3 separate regions of the Mus musculus genome follow, and regions 1 and 2 are each linked to region 3. The links are chromatin contacts, called in public HiCAR-type and promoter capture Hi-C maps. All regions are on one chromosome and are shown on one strand. Each heading gives the region's core, a stretch centred on a gene start, on an enhancer-like site or on the middle of the called end of the contact. The rest is flanking DNA. Distances are from core to core; before and after follow the strand shown.

Region 1 (3,758 bases), core at 385-2,884, 2.0 Mb after region 3:
TGTGGTGGTCCAGACAGAACACATTTGGGAAGCCCGGTTTCCTTTAAAGTTAAAATCATTCCTTAAAAGAATGTAAAGAGAAAATAAATAAAAATCCAGCACTCTCAACTTAGCCTGCAGGCCCTGTCCGGTATGTGGTATGTGTGTGTGTGTGTGTGTGTGTGTGTGTGTGTGTGTGTGTGTGTGTGTGTGTGCATGGTGGTGGGGTGCTTCTGGCTATACTAGTTATTTACCTACGTGTCCCTGTTCTAGGGTATAAGCAACTATACAATACATAAAGAGAAAATAATGTTAGCATTGATCTAACCATGCATCAGAGCAGGGTCTGCTATGCAAGGGGGAGGAGGGCACAGTCCACTACCTCATTCTCTCCTCTGCCCATACTACTATGCTTTCAAAATCTGGCAGCCACACAGTCTGGATGACAGTATGTGTCTGAATCCAGCTGCAGAGTCTGATCAGCACCCACCACAGCACTCTGTTGTTAAATCTGTGGTCCAGGTGGAGGTTGTAACCATATCAAGGCCTACTTTTCCGAGTCTAGGTTTTCACACCCCCTACTCAAGCTGACTAAGCTAGTGTACCAGGAATTCTATCTCCCCTGGGCTAGGAAGATGAACAAATGAGCTGCAAGCCATGTTAAGCCCCCAGAAACTTCCCACCGGCCCCTGACCTCCAAACACATACTCACCACACAACCCCCCAACATTTGACCAATGCATCCGAGTCAGAAAGATGTTGTCCAAGCGAGCGACTTTCAGTCTAAGAAAAAAACATACATTTCAGCCAGATGAAACAAAGACGACCAGAGACCGTGTCTGCTGAGAAGTCTCATCTGCCTCTCACCTCAGCTTTCAAGCCCATAATCATCTCCACCCCAGAAGCCAGGAGTTGACTCACTTGTGTTCCTGCATAAGTCGTTGGACGCCTTCTCCGCAGTTAAAAAGGTACCTACAGGAGGAACATTACTGTACTTACAAGTATACTCTGTAAAATGCTTTACTGTAGATACAGCGACATAAATGACAGGGTTCTCATACTGCCTAGTAGGTTTTGAGCCCTCTTTGGTTAGTGACGGAAGAGTGTAGTTTGGTATAGATCAATGGGGAGTGATGTCTTTCCCCATCGACTTATGAAACCGGTCTAGCCCACACACTCACGGTGAGGCCCCCGCTTTGGGATGGTGATGGTGAGAGTCGGGGCACGGGAAGTTTTGCCCGGATACCTGAAAGCCATGCTGACTAAGGGAGGTAAGGGATATATACAGGATTGGACAGGAGGCCTCCCGAGCACGTGGCGCTGGGGCCAATCCCCCAGGGCTGTCGGCCCACTCTGACCTGTTGTATTCCGAGAAGACATAGAGAGCAGCCCCCGCGTCCCGGCCGCCCGCCGCCACCACCTGCAGGTACACGGTGTTCGGGCCCCCGGGACCCGGGCCGCGCTTCTCCCGCGTACGCAGGTGTCGCAGTGGGTCTTTGGATGGCCGCGGCCGACGAGCCGAACCCTGCGACATGGTGCGCAGGCCAAGGGGACGCAACAGTGAGCGGAGCGCCCACATGCACCCGACCACACCAGGCTGACAAGGCAGCCAGACCCCTCACGCCGCCACAAGCACCGCCCCTCCACCGCATGGCGGAACTGACCAATCAGCGCGCCGCCGCGCTAGCTGCCCGCCCATCCAAAGCTCCGCATCCAATCGTAACGAGCCTTGGAGCTCGGAGTCTGTCAATCAAGGTGGACGTAGAGTAAGCGAAAGCTAGAGCGTCGCCGGAGGCCCCGCCCCCCTCACCGGTTCCGGCTTTCCCTGTTGACGTTTTCCGGTTACTGTCACTTGGCGGAAGCGGGACTTCTGAGAGTGCAAGTACTCGAAAGGCATTACTGGGAAAGGACTGAGTCTTTTTCAGGTTCATCGTCTTCTGTCAGGAGCTCTGCCCTTCGACAAAAGTATTCCAAGTTTGCATTGTTCTTGCTTATGATGATGGTGACGATCTCATGGGAGATAGATCTGGCTAATTTGATTTCCACCATAAGAACACATTTCAGATGATATTCTTTGTTTTGGCGTGAGAATAGAGATGAAAAGACTAAGTAAACTTCGTAGTGTTGCGTCTTATTGCTGTTATGAGCCGGTCCTCTCTGCCTTGCATTCCTTACTTCAAGACGGAAATAGTTTAACAGTGCTTATCTTTGGGAGATATTTAGAATTAACATGGCTGTGGGGACCTCGAAAGTCGACTTAGGACACCCCAAGACCAAGTTCTCAGAACAAAGGAGATTTATTTTCCCCAGAGAGACAAAAGGCAGTGAATAAGAGACAAAGAAAGAAGATAGAGACTAGGACGAAGAGAAAAGGGTCAAGAGAGAGGAGAGAGGAGTATTTGCACCCGAAACACGAAGGGCTGCCTCTGGATAGGGAGGAGACCGACCCATAGGCAAATAACAGTTCATAAAGGTTAAAAAAAAAATCCGATGTTAGGATAAGTTGGTTTGTTTTGATTGTGTATATTAATTACATAAGCCAAAGGGGGCTTTTCAAGGGGCTGGACTTCAGTGCTTTGTTAGCTGGACCTTAGTGGTCAGCCTCAAGAGGAGAAAATGGTCAAATAAGGGAATAGACCTTGGTGTCTAGCTTTATGGATGTAATCTAATGATTTTTAGCAAGATGGAGGGTATGGCGGTGAAGCCAAGGCCTGCCAGAGTCGTATTTGGCATGCTTGGTTGGCTAAAGGCCCTTTGATGGTCGGTGCTTTGAGTGGCACTAAAGAGATACGCAGAATAAATAATAGAAATTTATGGAGAAGAAAATGTTGCCACCTGCAGGAAATGTATTTAAACAAGTATTCAGGGAGACTGTCAGATGTCTGAGGCTGGACTGTCAGGTGGCTCTGAGGCTGGAGCTGGACAATCAAGATAGTGAGTTGGAGGTGAACCTGGGGCTACATGAGACCCTTTCCCAACTTGGGTGGATGGGCAGGAAGACACACACACTTTTTTTTTTTTTTAATGCTGAGACCAAATGGATCGATCATAGTTCAAGATCACTATTTTTGAGAGGTCGGAGTTTCTGTTGCCAGCACCTACATGGTGACTCACAAGTTATCTTCTGAGACTCCATTCCCACAGAAACTCACATCTTCTGACCTTAGCAGGTATCAGTTAGGCACCTGAAGTACAAACATACATTCACAAAAAACATCCATATACATTTCAAAACAGTAACATCCAGGAATGATGGCTCCCCTGAGGTCAAGCCCAGCCTGGGGTCCTTAGTGGATCTAGGCTAGCAGAGAAAGAGGGAGGGCAGACTGAGAGGATGACTATGTGCGAGTCACTGTAACATTCCGTGTCCCAGTGTGGGTCATTTGAGAAAAAGGCCTACTACCATTTCAGAGGCTCTTGAGGGTTTCTCCACAACAGAGCTCTCCGTTGAATCCTCTAGAAATTCAGAAAGCACACTTGAGGAATGTGGCGTGGTGTTTACTGGAGAGCCTCACTGAATATGAAACTGGCTCTGTGACAATTACCATCCTACTTGAAGTAATCATACCAGTGAGCGGCAGGGAAACCCCAGATAACTGAACATCTTTTAAGGAAAGGAAAGGTTGTAACATACTATTACCCAGCCAAGAACAAGAAGAATTACACTTGCTTGGGGCTAGTTAGGATTAAGATTAGGGAAATCACATTTATGAAATCTTGAATATCTTGAGCTTTATAAGATAGTGGCTGCCATTTTAGTTTAAGCCCCTAAAGCTTTT
Region 2 (3,482 bases), core at 128-2,627, 2.9 Mb after region 3:
GTGAATGAATGCTGTCATTTGTCTTGGGAATATACCTGGGAAAGGCACAGCTGGGTCAGGAGGTAGCGCTGTGTTTAACTTATTGAGGAACACCTAAACTGCTTTTCCAAAGTGGCTACAATATTTTATATTCCTATAAACAATGTATCAGGATTCCTACTTCTTCACTAACTTGTTAACTCCTGCTATTGATTAATTTTGTTTATAGCCATCTTATAGGTGTACAGTCCTATCACTTTTTGGTTTTATAACACAAATTTTAAGAGACAACTATAAAGAGATAGGAAGTACAGTAGACTGCTATACAATCTACAGTTTGAATCACGCAATCTCTCTAGCCCTCAGGTTCCATACCATGTAACCATTGAGTTAGGTATCTGAGATCTAGTTTGTAAAGGGCTAACTTATTTATGATGATCAGAGTTCCAGGAACAGTGGGTCTAATTAACCAAGATAGCTGTAAAGCAGAAGGCCTCCCCTAAGCAGCACTCACTGTTGGTGTGATTAGATCCCAAATTGTGCTTTTCATTTGTTGATTTAAGGTTTGTACTTTGTAATATTTCACTTAACACAGCATTTCAAAGTGCTCGAAAAACAGTGGATTGAACAGTTGTTAACTTTTCAGTTATTCACCAGAAATCCATCCTCTTCTTCCTTAGTCTAAGATTAATTTGATGGGGACAACCATTATCCTAGGTCCACAGTGATGAACTGTGATGGGCCTCAGAAAATCCCATTCTCTGCTCTGTCTTCCTGGTAAACTGGAAAACTCTCACAGTTCCTTCTACTGAGCAGCAAGTTGGCTCTTCAAAGCCTTTCTTTAGCCTACTTCACAGAAATGCTAACCTCATTCCATAGCGCTTTCTACCTTATCCCTATCGGGATGACGCTCACCATGACCAGTTCTTGCTGCAGAGACACAGTGCGTGCTCTTACACAAACTCCTGTCTCAGTGGCCCCTGATCAGCACCTGAGGTGAACCACAGAGATCTCACCTCATCGCTGAAAGCAAACACAAACTGCCCTTGTAAGTCATGTTTTGCTCTTTTAATGAGTTTCTTTCTTCCTCGTTTTTTTACTTACCAAACTCCACGAGAAGCCAACAGCCTGCGCAAGATCAGCCTGGGTGACAACTGAGGAGGCATTCAATTCTTTCAAGCTCAGGGGACTGCCGGGCCGGGCCGGACTCCAGAGCCCTAACCCCGCCACGACTCGCCTTCCGCCCGCGGGCTCCGACGATCTGTCCCTCCCGGGCAGAGAGCTCACCTAGTCTACATCTGGAGCGTCTGAGGGGAAAGCGAAAGCTCTACCATCCGATCTTTATAAGCTCCGCTAGCCTAGCTTTCAGAGAGCGCTGGGAGCCGGAAGTGACAAGAGGAAGTCCCGCCTCACTCAGAGGGCGGGCTAGCAAGATGGCGGCGCCCAGGAGCCGGTGAGGTGAGAGGCGTCCTGGGGTCCTGGGGACTGCTGCACCAGTACGTTATGGCCGCGTCCCCGCACACCATTTCCTCGCGCCTCCTCACAGGTATTGTACCCGGTTGGGAATGATCGTGGACGAATTGTTTTCTTTTTTGCCATGTGCGGTACCGTGTTGCCGGCCGCCTGCAACCTTGGAAGCCCTTGGCTTGTCACTTGGCAGGGAGGTGACCTTTAGGGTCACCTGAAGGGACGAGGCCAAGTATTGTGGACCAGCTTTGCACCGTAGGCCAGGTGGTCCCTAAGGCTTGATATCCCGTGCTCTTTGGAGTTTCAGACAGTGCAAGATGGAGGGACAGGATAAACCATGGGGCTCCACAAGCCTGGCACATGAGAGCCGCGGTTCCTGGCCACCGCCTTTTAATGACAAGAAGCGCACCTCCCCCCCCCCCCCCCCCCCGTTAAGGAGCTGTCTTCCAGCTTAAAGTGTTACCTTAATCACCATGATAATGATAACTGCCAACTGAATCCCATTGAGCCAGCGCTGTACCATCAGTATGGCTCCTTCCATCAGAAGGACTTTTGACAGATGTGTGTTTATCACAAACTCTTGAAAAGCTCCTATATTTTACCTTTTCAGGGAGGCCAACCTTAGCACTCTAACTAAAATAGGAGTCTTTATCCTTCTTTTCTTATATCATATTAATTTATCATGAATAACACACGGTGTAATTGTTCACACCTGCAGTACAGATGTGCAACAATTTAGTGTGTTCCTCCCAGTAAGAGAAACACTTTGTGAAAGTAAAGATAGTCTGTCTCCCTGGTTCACCACTGTATCCCTCATGCCCAGAGCAATGCCTATGTGCATTGGTGATGCTCAGTCATTTGTGAATGAATGAGATTGTGCTGGTAGAAATTTTAAAGAGGAGGTTGGTTTTGTGACTAGTATCCATGGATGGTGGCAAAGTGATCTATAGTACAGACAAGATAGTGGAAGCCATTGTGTACCTTCTCACAGCCCAGAACCATCCTGTAGGCCTCCCTGTCACTTACACACTGCCCACTGTGTCTGGCTGACTGTGGTGATCACTGTGCTTCTGTAGAGCTCTTTTCTCCCGTGCGTTTGTATGATCCCAGTGCAGATCATTTGACTTTCTTTAATGAAACATTTACGCGTCTATAATAAGGTAACTGAGCTAGGTGATCTCAAAGGTACCTTCTGGCTCATAAACCAGGGCAGGAAGTGGAAGGGTGGGTAGAAGAGACAAAGTTGGGCAGTACTTGGTAATTGTCAAAGCTGTGCGTTGAGTGATAGAGCCTCCTTGGACACCTCTTTTCATATGACTGTCATTTTCTAAAATAAAAAGTTTATGGGGTTCTTCGTGTGTGTGTGTGTGTGTGTGTGTGTGTGTCTGTTGTGAGTCTTTCTTGACTCACTTCTTTGTTACTTTCTGTAATCGCTGATTGTGAGTATTCCTCGATGCAGACACTCGGTACTCATTCTTAGAGGGCTCATCTCAGTGCTGGACTATCTGTCTGTACGGACGCTTCTTCTTTGTATACAGATTCCTCAGGGCAACCTTTCTTTCTACTTTTCTGTTTGGTATTTCAGCTTCTTTTTTTTGGGGGGGGGGGTTCGAGACAGGGTTGGTTTCTCTGTGTAGCCCTGGCAGTCCTGGAACTCACTTTGTAGACCAGGCTGGCCTTGAACTCAGAAATCTGCCTGCCTCTGCCTCCCTAGTGCGGGGATTAAAGGCGTGTGCCACCACTGCCCGGCAGTATTTCAGCTTCTTCTAGGACAATTCTGTTTTGACTCTTAAGTCTCATCATGCTAGGAGACAGGTTGCATATGCACCCCCCCACCCCTCTGTTCTAGGATCAGCCTCTGGAGCTGTAAAACAGTGGGAACTAATAGCTTATTTTCTGAAATTGAGCATATCTTCAGAAAAACCTGCTCATATGTAAATATATGAAAGATCCCTCTAAGAAGTTTGATGGGAAGAGTCGGCAGAGGGATCATTAAGGTTGTTTAGTAACTAGCAGTTACTTCTGAGTTGGCTCAT
Region 3 (3,666 bases), core at 1,050-3,549:
ATGAACAAGGTACAGCAGGGACTGTGGGAAGGAGCTGGGCGAAGACCTAGTTTCCAAAGTGCAGAAAGCAACATAGTACTGTTCATCTGTGCATCCATTCCTTCTGTACTTCCCTCGGGAGGATCTTTACGAGGAAACTTTATACAAGGCTCCTAAGAAGATGGAGACCATGTCCCTGTCCTTCTGGAAGCTGGCTGCCCAGAGCATCAGCCAAAGGAGTTATTGCTACAATAAGAGATCAGGAAGGATGGTCAGATCCTCCTGGAAAGAGGCAGAGCGACTGAGATGGCATCTGAGACAGTCCTGGGAGCCTGGGCACACAGCAGCAGGCAGGCTAGGGGCAAGGCCCATTTGCCATCATTTCTGGACTAGACTCCAAAGACAATGCTGGAAATGTGGGATGGGCCATGCTATGGTGGGGCTAAAGACCAAATGGAGGAGCTCCGACTTAGCTTGGGAAACAACAAAGGGTTTGAAAGCGGACAGTGTTGTAGAGGCAGAGGAGGCAGGAGGCAGATAGAAGAGTTATAAGGCTGTCTTCAGGGGAAGTAAGGGAGGGCTGAGTGGGAACGAGCAAAGGTAGGGTACTCAGGCACTGTGCATGTACCTATGCCTAGAATGGATGCTGCTGAATTCTTTTTTTACTTTTGACAGCATCTCAGGGCAGTGATGTTAAAGGCAACAGGTATTGAGTGAAGATGCCTAGTAGCTCTGCTGAGAACAGAAATTGCTGGGTCAGTCAGGAGGTGGACGAGGCTTAGGGAGGAGGTGTTCTGTGGGATCCCAGACAGGTTTCACAGAGCAGCATGGTGGTGCTGGTGGCTATTTGGAGCCATCTTTTAGAGAATCAACATGGAGCTTCCTGAGGGGATATATGAGATATGATTGTGAACTCAGGCTATGGAGCAAAATGCTGAGGAGGTCATCTAATTTGGGGAGAGGGGACTCTGGATAACAAGCAGTTTCAGGCCATGGTTCTACTGCACCAACATTCAAACCAGGCTAGAACTCAGCTCTGCATTCCTGGTGTTCTCACTCACTGCTCTCTATACAGTGAACACTGTCCCCAAACCCAAGAATGAGTTTCTCAGTGATACTGTGCAGTCTGCCTCCAAGACGGTCTATTGTTGTCTGAGAACAAAAGTCACAGATGGATATAACCGGCACACATCCTTGTTACGGCTGTCATAAAGGTTAGCATAATGTATGTCAAATGACTAGCATGTTGTAAGTCCTTAGCAAAGACAGGAGCTCTTACTGTCATGCCCGGTGTAGTCATGGGAAGTGGGAGTCGCTGGTATAAGCTCTCTCTGCAGAAAGACTTTCGTGTCTACAGAAAGTTCAGAATTCACATCTCCATCAGTTATATGATCAGAGTGATTTCCCCCTCCGATGCGAAAAATTAGGGACATGAGCTCACAGAGGTATTAATTTCTGGGTTTTAGACAAGAGTCCCAGGATCAGAGTGTAGTCGTGTCAAATGGAGGAACGTTTTGCAAGTAGCTCATACTCACCACCCACAACTCTGCATCTGGATCGTTTACCTAGAATGTCAAAACGTCAAGGTGTTAGCTCACATTAGATCCATGTATCCTCTGTCTGGTCTGGCCTTGTGTTTACTATTCATTGCGAAGAACTAGGCGCTACAATGGGCTCAGGGTACATAACACCATGAGCTAGTTTAGCAGTCTGCACATCCCGATGGCAGCAGGGACTCTCCTCTCGGTTGAACACAACAGGTAGATCTAACCACCCAGCCATGCATCTTTTGAAAATAACTGCTTGGGATTTCCTAAGAACTATTATAGTGTATATGAAAATCCTAGGTCCCAAGATACGAGGGCAGTCACCCTGAGGATGATCAGGAAGAGGTCTAGGAAGGGTAAGGATGCTGTCTATTCTATTTCCACTTTCCTCCCAGGCGCTAAAACCCATCTCACTGAGGCTGAAGATTCGAAAAGGTGTCAGAGCTGCGGTTCTGGGCCCCTTTCTAAGTGACCGGCTGCACAAACTTGCACGCGGGGCCGCTAGGTCAAGCTCTGAGTGCGTTGCCTAACTACACATATTCATCCATGTTCTTTCTGCTTGAAAGGACTCTGTGGGTCCCAATTCGGCTCCACCCTGAGAACTGGTCGCCCAGGCTTCGCGGTCCCTCTGCCAGCCCTCCTCAGCCCGCCTGACCTGCACCACAGCGGCCAGGGCGAAGAAAGCTGCCATGAGTGCGTTGCAGGCCCGCCACAAGCCGGGAGCCCAAGTAGCCACTGCTGGCGCCATGACCTGGAAGCCGGAGGAGCAGGACAGGCCCCAGAGGGGCGTGGCCAGAGGGCGAGGCTGGGCTAGCGGGGCGGTACCCAGGAGGGGCGGGGCGTAGTAGGTGGGGGAGGGACAAGGGGCAGGGCTCAGACAGCGGGAGCGGGGATACAAGGGCGAGGCGAGCCCTTCTTCCCTCCCCGCCCTCCTCAGGTCTAGAACGGTCTTGCGGCGCTCTCTAGTGGATAAAGTGTATCATTGGCATGTGCCTTTCTTTTCCCTTATTCTTTCTCTCATTAAAAAAGCAAATGAAGCCGGGCGTGGTGGCGCACGCCTTTAATCCCAGCACTCGGGAGGTAGAGGCAGGCCTGGTCTACAAAGTGAGTTCCAGGACAGCCAGGGCTACACAGAGAAACCCTGTCTCGAAAAAACAAAACAAAACAAACAAACAAACAAACAAACAAAGCAAATGAAAGAAACAAAACAAACACAACAGAACAAACCAGAAACGCAAATGAAGAAGAGAAAGGAAAAGAAAAAGGACGCGCTAGCGCGCGTGTTCTGGTTAGGTTTTGTTTTTGTTTTTGTTTTTCCGTTTTCTGTGAAAGGGTCCAGTGGCTGTCCTGGAACTCACTATATAAAACACACTAACTTCAAACTCACAGTCTGGTCTCATTTACACATTCATAGTCCTAAATAGTGCTGGAATTAGTATTTAAGTGCTTCTTTTTAAAGCTCCCGTGCTTCCAGAGGGAGGAAAACATTGCGACATTTCTGAAGTGAGTTCCAGAGGCAGCTCCCTTTACCTTCACGTGCTCTCATCATATAAGATATTTATTTATGTATTATACATATTTATATTTCTAACCCATCTGCAAAACCAACGTTTCCAACACTCATTTGCTATGCATTTCTTAGAAAGGGAAGACTTGGAAGTATTGGCAGCTCTCTGCTCACTTATTTCAGCCAGTTTCCTGTTGTGTAAGCTACGGAGTAGCTCTTCTTTGGGCTCATTTACACATGCATAGACCGAATCATTGTTATTCTAAATAGTCTTTGTCACCTCAAATCCTGCATTTTGGGTGCCTGACTGTTCTGCTTTCCTTTTAACTAAAAGAAGAAAAAGATCAACTTCTCAGAAGTGTTTTCCATTCAAGGGCAGCCTTTAGAGCAGCACTTCTCAACTTGTGGGTCGCGACCCCTTCGAGGGGGCCAAAGGACCCTTTCATAGAGTTCCCCTAAGACCACCAGAAAGCAGATTTGCATTATGATTTATAACAGTAGCAAGATTACAATTATGAATAGCAACAAAAATAATTTTATGGTTGAGGGCCACCTTTGTTGTGATCATAAAAAAAGAAAGAGCTATAAGAATATGTTCTGGCAGGGTGTGGGGAAGGAGATGTCTCCGTGGGT

The links. HiCAR-type assays count read pairs that join an accessible place to other places. Capture Hi-C pulls out chosen DNA fragments and counts their contacts.
Region 1: a contact with region 3 is called in a promoter capture Hi-C map of adipose tissue, with 5 times the contacts expected there. The contact joins the promoter of Elac2 here to the promoter of Tmem220 in region 3. A contact is called at or near these places in 3 of 39 promoter capture datasets (erythroid cells, hippocampal neurons and pre-B cells), 4 of 115 datasets of contacts at active chromatin or transcription factors (astrocytes, embryonic stem cells, large pre-B cells and 1 more) and 2 of 9 other capture datasets (adipose tissue and liver).
Region 2: a HiCAR-type map of astrocytes shows a contact between it and region 3, with 6 times the contacts expected there. The contact joins the promoter of 2810001G20Rik here to the promoter of Tmem220 in region 3. A contact is called at or near these places in 1 of 39 promoter capture datasets (pre-B cells) and 1 of 115 datasets of contacts at active chromatin or transcription factors (astrocytes).

What each region holds. Positions count from the first base shown.
Region 1 is chr11:64,976,911-64,980,668 of GRCm38.p6, reverse strand. Elac2 (elaC ribonuclease Z 2) reads right to left here and starts at 1,634. Exons shown (of 24, transcript NM_001362983.1): 1 at 1,338-1,634; 2 at 901-951; 3 at 692-762; 4 at 1-61. The coding sequence starts at 1,558.
Region 2 is chr11:64,077,379-64,080,860 of GRCm38.p6, reverse strand. It overlaps 2810001G20Rik (RIKEN cDNA 2810001G20 gene), which reads right to left and starts at 1,377. Exons shown (of 2, transcript NR_033780.1): 1 at 1,084-1,377. Cox10 (heme A:farnesyltransferase cytochrome c oxidase assembly factor 10) reads left to right here and starts at 1,389. Exons shown (of 7, transcript NM_178379.3): 1 at 1,389-1,525. The coding sequence starts at 1,483.
Region 3 is chr11:67,023,787-67,027,452 of GRCm38.p6, reverse strand. Tmem220 (transmembrane protein 220) reads right to left here and starts at 2,299. Exons shown (of 6, transcript NM_001291042.1): 1 at 2,182-2,299; 2 at 1,515-1,544. The coding sequence starts at 2,274.